Linked DNA regions of Sus scrofa: all the other regions are linked to region 3. Evidence: chromatin contacts called from public HiChIP or PLAC-seq data. All regions are on one chromosome and are shown on one strand. The core of a region is the stretch at or near the end of the contact, and the rest is flanking DNA. Distances in the headings are between cores, read along the strand shown.

What was found. HiChIP or PLAC-seq counts read pairs in DNA pulled down with a chosen protein or histone mark.
Region 1: a contact with region 3 is called in an H3K27ac HiChIP or PLAC-seq map of alveolar macrophages. The contact joins the promoter of ZBP1 here to the promoter of VAPB in region 3. A contact is called at or near these places in 1 of 5 promoter capture datasets (liver) and 1 of 2 datasets of contacts at active chromatin or transcription factors (alveolar macrophages).
Region 2: an H3K27ac HiChIP or PLAC-seq map of alveolar macrophages shows a contact between it and region 3. The contact joins the promoter of ATP5E here to the promoter of VAPB in region 3. A contact is called at or near these places in 2 of 5 promoter capture datasets (fetal liver and liver) and 1 of 2 datasets of contacts at active chromatin or transcription factors (alveolar macrophages).

Annotation. Positions count from the first base shown.
Region 1 is chr17:57,984,121-57,987,595 of Sscrofa11.1, reverse strand. It overlaps ZBP1 (Z-DNA binding protein 1), which reads left to right and starts at 1,479. Exons shown (of 9, transcript NM_001123216.1): 1 at 1,479-1,645. The coding sequence starts at 1,552.
Region 2 is chr17:59,172,898-59,176,593 of Sscrofa11.1, reverse strand. It overlaps ATP5E (ATP synthase, H+ transporting, mitochondrial F1 complex, epsilon subunit), which reads left to right and starts at 2,125. Exons shown (of 2, transcript NM_001113448.1): 1 at 2,125-2,260. The coding sequence starts at 2,229. It overlaps PRELID3B (PRELI domain containing 3B), which reads left to right. Exons shown (of 6, transcript NM_001113697.1): 6 at 1-1,551.
Region 3 is chr17:58,592,645-58,596,455 of Sscrofa11.1, reverse strand. It overlaps VAPB (VAMP associated protein B and C), which reads right to left and starts at 1,707. Exons shown (of 6, transcript NM_001123213.1): 1 at 1,313-1,707. The coding sequence starts at 1,370.

The DNA.
Region 1 (3,475 bases), core at 230-2,729, 610 kb after region 3:
CTGTAGCCTGCAGGGGCCCAGCCGGAGCCCCCAGCGGAGGGTGCCTCGACATTTCAACTCCACTCTCCCAATTATTCCGCATTTAAAACTAATATTGTCAATTCACATAGAGATATATGTTTCTCCTGTTTGCTTATTTTAAAAGAGTAAGGGAATTCCTGTCATGGCGCAGAGGAAACGAATCCGACTATTATCCATGAAGACGCAGGTTCGATCCCTGGCCTTGCTCAGTGGGTCAAGGATCTGCTGTTGCTGTGAACTGTGGTGTAGGTTGCAGACATGGCTTGGATCCCTTGTTGCTGTGGCTGTGGCTGTGGCTGGCAGCTGTAGCTCCAATTTGACCCCTTCCATATGCTGTGGCTGCAGCCCAAAAAAAGCAAAAAAAAAAAAAAAAAAAAAAAAAAAAAAGAACAAAAGCCTCACTGTGGTTTTTATTGACTTGTCCAACACTCCGCCTTGGGTTCGAATAAAGTCACCTGGGACCTTCAGCCCCACCTCCTGAGACTGGGATTTTTTTGTTCTGAGGAGGGCCAGGCATTGGGTTTTTTCCCTGCTTGCTTTACAAAGACAGCTTTGAGACAAGCCTCTGGGACCCCTTCCATGGATATACTTGTCCTGAATGCCTCCCTTTGTGGAAATGCTGGGGATGATGTCCCCCTGGGCGCCCCACCCTGGCGCCCCCTCCTTCCCTCTACAGCTGGGACCCCGATCCCAGGGGCTTCTGGGGACGAGTCCCTGACCCTGTGGGCTGCCTCACCTTGAGCAAGTGGCTCAGTTTCCTCTCTGAGAAAAGAGACCAGTATCAGCCCCTACGCCCCGCCGATGAGTCAGAGGCACACGGGATCACAGAGCATGCAGAAGGGACTCAGGAAAGAGGGCTGGCGTTGTGCTTTTCCCCCCCTTTTTTGGTGAAACTGTTAACTTCTTTTATTTTTTATTTAAAAAAATTTTTAAATAGTGATTTTTATTTTCTCTATTATAGTTGGTTTACAGGGTTCTGTCAATTTTCTACTGAACAGCAAACTGACCTAGTCTCGCGCACACGCGCACGCACACACACACACACACACACACGCACATTCTTTTTCTCACATTATCCCCCATCAAGCTCCATCACAAGTGACTAGATATAGTTCCCAGTGCCACACAGCAGGATCTCATTGCTTAGGGCTGCCGTTATGACATATACAAAGGTGAACAGGGCACCCCCCAGGTGTCTTGGTGGGCTTGTGGGGGTCACAGTGGGAGCCCTCGGCCCCAGAGGAAGGTCTGGCCTTGCCCAGCTCAGCAACTCCCCACGGGCATCTAGTTGCAGCCGTAACTCTGTCTTGCTCCGTTCTACTTTCAGTTTTGTTTCTTTCGAATACCACACAGACAAGTTTCATTTTCTTCATGCCCTGAATCTGCTCATTCAGTGACGAGGCCTGTTTCCGGGCACGTGAACAGCTCACATCTGGTGAGTGAAGCTGGAACATCCTCACAGCTGCCAGCAGCCCCAGGCTGGGTCACAAAACGACACTCAGCCTCGGCCGGACCCACCTTCTCAAGGCCATGGAGTCGGAGCAGGCCACTGTCCCCAAGGCTCCCAGGCTCCCAGCGGCTGCTGCCGACGTGGCCGAGACCCCTGCCGACCCAGAGGATGCAGGTACCTTCTAAGGAACAGGGGACATTCCTGGGTGGAACTTGCACTTTGTCCTGGTTCCTTTTCTCGGCCGATCACAGCCCTGATAGCAAAGCAGGAGCGAGAAAGAGGGAGAGAGGCCATTGGGTCTGACTCAGAGCCTCCATCTGCCCCGGGCAGCTTGCAACACGCTTGGTGTGCATGTTGCAAGGACCCCCGGGGCAAGCCTGATGGCCGTTCCGTCTTCCACCTGAGATCCCTGAGGCTCTGCTGGTGAAACAACCCCACTGAGCCTGGGACCCGAGCCCCTGTCCTCACCCTCGGTTTGGAGGAAGAACAGAAGTTTGGACGGGTGGCCCCGGGCTTGTGCCTGGCTGCATCCTGCTTCCTTCTCTCCTGGGATAACTTTGCTTCAGGCAGCGCTGAGTGACAGCCAGTTGTTATTGAGCCATTGCTGTGCTCTAGGCGCCCCCCCCACACAACAAAAGCTCGTGGGCTGTGACCTGAGGGGCTTTTTGTTTCTTCGTTTGTGTTTTGTGATCATGAGCTCATTTAATCCTCACCAGGAGTTCCCCTCGTGGCTCAGTGGTTAATGAATCCGACTAGGAACCAGGAGGTTGAGGGTTCGATCCTGGCCTTGTTCAGTGAGTTAAGGATCCGGTTGCTGTGAGCTGTGGTGTAGTTTGCAGACACGGCTAGGATCCCGCGTTGCTGTGGCTCTGGCGTAGGCCGGCGGCTCCAGCTCCGATTCGACCCCTACCTAGCCTGGAAACTTCTCTATGCCATGGGTGTGGCCCTAGAAAAGGCAACAAAACAAAACAAACAAACAAACAAAAAATCCTTACCGCAATCTTTCATGGAGCCACACGTTTCACTGTTTCCCAGATAGCAGGTGACAGAACTGGGTAGCAGGTGACAGAAGTGGGTCTCAAACCCAGAAAAGAGAGCAAGCCGGGGAGGGCGGCTGACCGGGTGTGGCCCAGGGGCCCCGGCTGTTCCCCAAGGTCCTGTCATACTTCCCGAGGGGACCTGCCGGTACCTGTCAGGGGCACTTCGTGACCAAATTTAACTTCCTCCGCTGCGGGCTTTCCAGGGGTCCCTCGCTTCGTCCATTTCACAGCTTCCGGTTCCCCAGCTGGGAGAGCGAGCCAAGGAGGCCAGCCCAGCCTTCTTGGCATCGGTTCCCCTTTAGGGTCAGGTGACTGGAGGAGGAGCCAGGGGGAGACGCCCACCAGGGGCAGCTTTTCAAGAATCAAGCTCTTTCCAAGGCTGGGCAAAGCCGCAGTGGTTTGGATTGGATCCCAGCTGCGGGGTAGGGCTTGGCATGTGAAGGGGCGGGGGACCCGGGTGTTCTGCTTGCCCGTCACCTGTGCCCAGCAAGGATGCAAACACTCCACCCACAAGGGCAGGCCACAGCGCCCAGCCCAGTATCGGCAAGTGAATTGCCCCTTTCCCCACAATGCTGCCCACTAGGAATCCAGGAAAAGCCCAGAAGGTGTGGGATCAGGTTGCCGAGGCTGGGTCTTTCCTAGGGCTTACCTTGCCTTTGTCTCAGTTCTGTCTTTGTAAGAAGTATTTTGGGGGGGCGGGAGAGGCGTGTCCCCATGGTTCCCAGGCCAGGGGTTGAATCTGACCCACAGCCACAGCCACAGCTACCTCCACAGCAGATCTTTAACCCACTGTTGAGGCCAGGGATCGAACCCGCGTCCCCATGGATACTAGTCGGGTTTGTTACTGCTGAGCCATCAGGGGACCTCCAGAAAGAGCTGTTTCCAAATGTTCATTGGGTTTCGGGCGCGGAGGAATCGTGACGCCTCTCACGTGGAGGGTGAGCCTGAGCGGAGGAGGATGGGC
Region 2 (3,696 bases), core at 876-3,375, 580 kb before region 3:
TCTGACACACCCACAGTTGCCCTGCTGCAGTAAACTTCCAGAAGGCGCCTGCGAGGACTCACCTTGAAGGGAGGAATCGGATAGTTGTTGAAAGACAGTAATTTGCTCTGCTGTAAATCACCATCGAAGGCCCCAGTGGTTTAACTTGGTACTCAAATAACGTTTTTGGAGTAAAAATGATCACAAAAGTAATAAAGGACTCCAGCAAAAACACCCTTTTATTGTGTTAACCGGTACTGTACTGGTTTGCCAGAGCTGTGTAACTTAGTAAAGGTGTTGCCTTCCTTGGATCTGTACTCCATGACTTGGTATGCCGCATCGTGGGCTGGTTATATTAACTGAAGAAATCAAGTCACTACCGGAATCTTGCAACACTCGAAACTTAGAAGAACAGCTGTTCACATCTTTTAGCTTTTCACATTTGCCTAACTTATAAATTGCCATGTGTCAAAATCTTGGTTCTGTAATTGCTAAAGCATGATATGTCAGGTTATTTGAATATAATTACCTTTTGAAGTAATTGTGACCACAAAAACATCTTTTTACGTGAAGAGCTGTACATCATTTGAAATTACTCAGATGATGTCTTGATCCGAAGCATAAATCCCAGGGACTTAATGTTTTTAATAATACGGTGTCACTGCCAGTTCGGGGGCGGCATCGAAGAAGAAAGAATAACTGGGTAGAAAAAAAGCGTTGACCTAAACCAACCACTACATGAATCGCTTTGCAGCTTTTATTTATGGGAAATCCTTGCTTTGGATGCCAGAGGGCAGCTGCAATCTGAAAACCAGTCCAATAAATGCATTTTGTTTTGTATCTGGTAGCAGGCAGTTAATTATCAACCACTAAAAAAAGAGTATCTTTGATACCTGGAACAGTTGCATAAAGAGTATTTTTATTAAAAGGTGATTAGCTCTTGCCTTTATTTCCACAGTGCTTAATGTGATAAACTTCTAGTCAGGTTTCCTGTAAAACAAACCAATTAATATATGTACCTAAACCACAAAAACAGTATACCAAACTGTTTAAAAACTAGTGCTTTTCTACTTAAAATATTGTTAGCTTAAGACTTGGGATATTTGTAAAAGCCAGTAAGGTTTTTGGTTATCTTTTGTAACCGGAGATAATTTTTACAATTAAAATCACATTTCAGCTAAACATTGCTGAATACTGATATCATTACATTGCCTGTGTAATTTCTGAAAATTATACTTTTTCTGAAAAAGATGTGATAATACCCTAATGATAAAAAGACTTCTGAACAAAATTTTATCCTGTTTTTTTTTTTAATCTGATCTTAATGATAAAATTCTATAAATTTTCACTTTCCAGTGTAATAGCTTTAGTTAAGTAGCTGGTACTTATGGCTTTTACATGTTAAAATATAAATAACATAAGCATTTGAGAGGGCTAAACTGGAATAAAGTGTTCGTGGATTAGAATTAGACTTACGGATTGTGGGGCATATTATCCTATTTAATATGAAAAATGGATCTTATATGAATTAAGAAAAATCTTGTTAATAAAAACTTATTTTTTAACTATGTTTTTCTTGATTATAGTTTCCTTTTAATAACTGCAGAGAGCAAACGAATTCGCTCAATTGCCTCGGGCTGCAAGCGGCACCGCGCTGGACCGGAGCGGAGGGTTTACGCCCCTTGCTGCCCGGCCTGTCTCTCGGCACCCACCCAGGGTTGTCCAGAACCTCTGCGGCTTGTCATGGGGTCGGCTCGCCTCGGCCGAGGTTCATTTTTTTTAACTGTTAACCCGGGGTGGAGGCGCCCGAGTGCTGTCAAGGTCGGGACGCGGCTCCGAGTCTCGCGCCCCCGGAGCCACGCGGTCTCACATTCCCTCCAGTTCCCTCCCGCTCGGCTGTCGGCACCGCGCCCCGCCGGGGTACTACGGAAGCCCGCGGGGCACACAGGCGGGCCGCCCGCGGAGCCAATAGGCAGCCCGAGCTGGCCGGCCCGCCCGGCGATTGGCACCTGCGGCCCGGGCCGCGCGTCCTCATTGGCTCCCGGCGGGGGCGGGTGGGGGGAATTCTGCGACCCGGCCGCACAGGCCGACCGGGGGCGGGGCGGGGCAAGAGGCGGCGGGATTGGCAGGTCCGGAGCCCCGCCCCTTCCGCTTCTCAGACCTGACCTTCCGGCAGCTGGGCCGCGCGCTCTGAGCCGACATTGACGGGTCCTCGCGATTCGACCCGACGCGCCCACTCTAGCGACATCATGGTGGCCTACTGGCGACAGGCTGGACTCAGGTAGGCCCGGGCCTTGGGAGGCGCGGACAGGTGGGGCGCGGGGAGGCCCAGCGCGGCCTGGGGTCGGAGGTCACGCCGAGCGCGGCGGGGGTGGAGGTCGGGCCGGGCGAGTGCGGCCCCAAGATGGCGGCCTCCGAGAGGGGCGGGGGGCTGGAGCCGGGGTTGGGGGGCCCAGCGGGGAGGGGCGGGCGCAGAGCCCGTGGGCCGGCACCTGCCCGCACCTGCCGCCGCCATGATCGCCTTCGACCGGTGCCATGCCTTCCCGGAGACGGCACTGCCCACGTCCTGGCCTCCGTCCTTACTGGTTGCGCTCAGTTTACACCGTAGAGGTAACACAGTTACATCAAGTTGGAGAACCGAGGAGCGGAGAGACCTCTCTTGGTGTGACTTATGTCACCATACCTGGCCTTTCTTTCCAGCATCCGGGTGAGGCCTTGTACAGTGTCACGCACATCTTCTCGGTTGTCATTAGCCCCTGTTGCTCCCACACTTTTTCGTGGGTACAACGGGCGAGAGCCCCCTCCGAAGCATAAAGAGCACGAGGTGAGCGGCGCCTCCTGGGGAGCTCAGGTGTGGAGCCCATTGGAGGACATGGCTTCTGGCGAAGTGGTGGCACACTGATTCCTTACCCTGGGCACCCACTCGAGCGTCTCACCTGGCTGAGGCTAACGCACCTTGTTACTCGACCAGATTAAGTAGCACCTTCTAGTGGTGACCTTCTGGGAGCATGTGACCCAGGAGTTTCCTGACATTCAAGGTCAAGCCAGATCTAGAATTGGAAGGCTCTGGTCCCAGTCGCAGGTAGTGTTTATCAGGCACCTACGAGGAGACAAGTGCGGGCATCCCTGCTTTCCACGCTTTGCCTCTCCTCCTTCCTCCCACTAGTGGGGCCAAACTTGATCATCCTTCTGTTCTGTTTTGTTCTGTTGACTTGAATAGGTGAACAAATGAGCCAATTTTTTGAACAGCCTGAAGGTCACCAATTAGTAGGAGTGAAAGCAGGAATTAGAATTCCTACCTCTGGCCCAGAAAAACAAATCTGAAACATGAGAAAATAGTCAGCGGCCCCCTCCTCCCCCCCACCTTCCTGTTTTCAAAAAGTGTAAAAAGTGAGCTGACATCTTTTGGAAAATAAGATGTTGATGGGAGTCCATCTACCAAACAGGAAACAGGCTGTTGGATATTTTGCCAGAATTGATGAAGTTCTCTAAGGACTTCTCAGTTTCCTTTAGAAACCATGATTGGAAGGTGTTTTCGGTGGCAGACTTCTGAAACAGAATCCAATATCCTCGGGAAAACCTTTAAGTAATTAATTAGAAGTAGAACTGTTTTAAATCAAAACAGGTTTTTTCCCCTCTTAATTATATATACTTTGCCCTGTAAGAATAATAAAAGAAAGGAATTTTAAGTAGAGGGGGGGCACCTGCTCTTGTCAA
Region 3 (3,811 bases), core at 458-2,957:
GGGTCACTTCAGACTGTTAACCTGGGAGGCAATGTAAAGCCACAGGACTGGAACAGCTCCCAGAGGTGGGACAGCAGAACTGCTAAGGAGGGTGAGCTCTGAAGTCTGAGCTCAAATGTGTGCTAACTGGGTTAAGTTTGGGTAAGTTACCCTAGGCTACTTCCTGCCAGTATAATTTAAAGTGGGGTGCATGTGGCCAGAATGCAGTGCGACTCCACAAACATCTACTGAGCGCCTACAGTAAGCCAAGTGCTGGCAATACAGCAGGGCCCTGGGCGTCCAGTCTAAGCAGATGCTCGTCAGGGCCGGCTGGTTTCAGGTCCTTCGCGGCACGTGCCACTCCCTGAACCAGGCTTGCGCGCTCGTGTGTCCCCCTCACTAGAAGGTACGCAGCATGAGATCGGGGAACTTGTCCCTCTGGCTCATTCCTCCCCCTCCAGTGCCAAGCTTACGTTACTCAAGGCACTTGAAAAGATGGCACTGGGTAAGTCAGATGAGGTCCCAGACAAGAGACTCCTGGCACTTTCATTTTGGTGGAGAAGACGGGGCGGTAAGACGGAAAATAAAGACAGACGTTACAAGGGGCTCTGGCTTGCCACAAACACGCGTGGCCCCCTGGGCTTCCTCTGGGAAGATAAAAGATCTCGCCGCCCTGCGAGGCCCCCCTCGCTGCACAGACGTGAGCCGCGGGCATGAGGACGGCAGGGCAAGGAAGGCTGGGCCACGTCCCGCCAGAACGTGTGCGGAGGCTCCTGCCACTCTTTTGTTCAACGGGTATTTATTAGGCCCCTAGGACGTGCGGGGCAGGAAGCGGAGACGTGACACGGTCCTGTCCTCATGGAGTTTCCCTTCTAGTGTACCAGCAGGGTAAACAAGCGCGGAAACGGTCCTTCCAGGTCGTGGCAAGAGCCGACCTGCCCACGAACACATGCGACGGGGACCGGCTGCAGGCGTCCTCCCTGGGCAGGTGACAGCTGACCTATGCCCCGAGCAGGCGAAAAACCTTCTCGGCGAAGGCGCCCACACCAGGGCGGAGGCCGCACACTGGACAGGAACAGTTACACTGGCAACTGTGCGAGTGTCTCGAGGGCGAGGCGCAGGGAGGCTGTGGAGGAGCAGGCCCTGGACTCCCGCGCACGGACGCCTGGCGGCCCGGGGGCGCGGGGCGGGCGCGCCGTCGGGGGGGAGCGGGCGGGGGCCGCGGGCCGGGGGCCGACGTCACGGCCGCGCCGCCAGGCCCTCCGGAGCGCGGGAGGGGGTGCGGGGCGGCGGGCCCGGCCCGCGGCCGAAGATGGCGGGCCTCCGGGCTTACCTCGGAATTTGAGCTCGTGCTGCGGCTCGAGGCTCAGGACCTGCTCCACCTTCGCCATGTTCCTCGGCAGCGGGGCACCTCAGGCGGGGAGACCCCTGAGAGGTCACCTGGGGCGAGAAGCGTTAAGGCTGCGCCCCCTTTAAATTTGGAAAAGGGGGGGCCGGCCGGGGCGCGGGCGGGGGTCGCCGACGGGGTGCGCGCGGGGGGCGGCCTACGCGGTGCAGGCGCAGGGGCGGAGGGCGAGGGCGAGGCCGCGGTGCCCGGCGAGCGCACGGCACGCACGCACGCAGCGACGCACGCAGCGACGCACGCACGCACGCACGCACGCACGCAGCAGGCTGGCCTGCTCGGCCCGGGCGCGCGCTCGGGCTGTGGGGAGCTGAGCGCGCGCGGAGCCCCTGCCGGGCAGTGCGCAAGCGCAGCGCTGGCCGTGGGGGCGGGGCTGCCGGGCGGCAGGGGGCGGGGCGCCGCGCAGTCCCGGGGAGGGGCGGGTCCGGGACGCCGGGAGTCTTGGGCCGTCGCGGGGGAGACTATTTACTGAACGTCCTTGGGGGCCTGGCTTTGTGTTAAGTGCTTTACTCAATAATAATAATTAATAAGAATGAACTTCCACTTTCCCTTGTTTGTGCGGTGCCAGGCACTTAGAGACTGAATAATGATGAAAACACTATTTATTCTTATTATAAACATAATGTTTATTGGTGAATGATGTGTGCTAGGCACTGTGACGTATGGTAAACAATAAATATAAATTTAGTAAGGTACCAATTACTGCTTGCTTATTTTGTGCCACTCTGCTGAGCGCTTTGGATAACAGCAGCATCAATTGTATTAAATAAAATCTACTCTACGTGAAATGTTTACTAACAAATACGGTGCTGAATCCTGTGCTACTAAATGCAACAAATATTTAGAAACACCAGAAGCAGAAATGTTGACCTGGTTTCTACCCTCTCCCTAGAGCCGGTAGGAGGGACAACCTGTGAATAAATAACCGCACAAAAAAGTTCATTAAAAATTACTGAGAACCCAGATCTTCTTGGCCTCAAATGTGAACACTCTGCTTCACTATTGACATTTAAATTTTATTCCATTTATAATGTTCACGACATGAAATATGTTATTAATAGTCCCCTTTAATATATATGTATAGACGAAACACAGCAAAGAGCTAATACTGACTCTACATAGCAGGCATATGTGGTTTCTTTGCACTATTCTTCCCATTTTTCAGTACGCTTGGAATTCTTCATAATAAAAGGTTTTTTTAAAGATAATCTTTGTCTTTTAACTAGAGCATTTGGTGCATTTATACTTATTATATTTACGATCTATCTGGATTTATTTCTACCATCTTATTTGCCCCTTCTATTTGCCATGCCTGCTTTTTTTTTTTTTTTTTTCCTCTCCTTTCATGCTCCTTGGGTGCTGATGTTTTTTCTCATTCCGCTTTTCTTCCTCTTTCATACTCTGTTTCTGTTGTTTTAGTGATTACTCTTCACCTTACTACCTGAAAATAAAAGCACTTAGGGGTACTATAATGACCCATATACTAAATAATATGCCTTAATTGTAGTATATTTTCAGTTTAATCTTTTCCTTTTTCACCTCAGTGAGTCATTACTAAATTGCTGTATACAGTCAGTGTTAATTTAGACTCAATCACACTGTTACCAATTTCTTTGCTCATCTTCTTGCTTCTCAGAACTTAAAACTAGGATCACTTTCCTTGTCCCTTAAGTACAACCTTTAAATTCTATTTCAGTGAGGGTTTGTTGGAGCAAATGCCCTTGGTTTTTGTTCACCTGAAAATGACTTTAGGAGTTCCTGTCGTGGTTCAGTGGTTAAGGAATCCGACTAAGAACCATGAGGTTACAGGTTCGATCCCTGGCCTCGCTCAGTGGGTTAAGGATCCCGCATTGCCGTGAGCTGTGGTGTAGGTCAGCAGCTACAGCTCTGATTGGACCCCTAGCCTGGGAACCTCCATCTGCCGTGGGTGAGGCCCTAGAAAAGACAAAAACCAAAAAACAAACTTTATATTTCCCTTGTTTTGAGAGGTATTTTGCCTGGTTTCCTAGAGGGACAATCATTTACTCTCAGCACTGAGAAGATGCCACCACTGATTTCCAGCTCCCACTGTTACTGGCTGAGCTTTCAGATGACAATCTCCTCGTTATTCCTGCAAAAATAATCTGTTTTTTTCCTGTCCTGGGGTTCTACAGTCTTATCACAATATACCTTTTAATTTATTGTCTTAGCCCATTCAGACTGCTCTAACAAAATACCTTATAAAGGGAGTTCCCGTTGTCGTGACTCAGCAGTCACGAACCCGACTAGCTTCCATGAGGACGTGGGTTTGATCCCTGGCCTGGCTCATGAGTTAAGGATCCAGCGTTGCCATGAGCTGTGGTGTAGGTCGCAGGTGAGGCTCAGATCCCACTTGAATGTGGCTGTGGCTGTGGTGTAGGCCGGCAGCTGCAGCTCTGATTGGACCCCTAG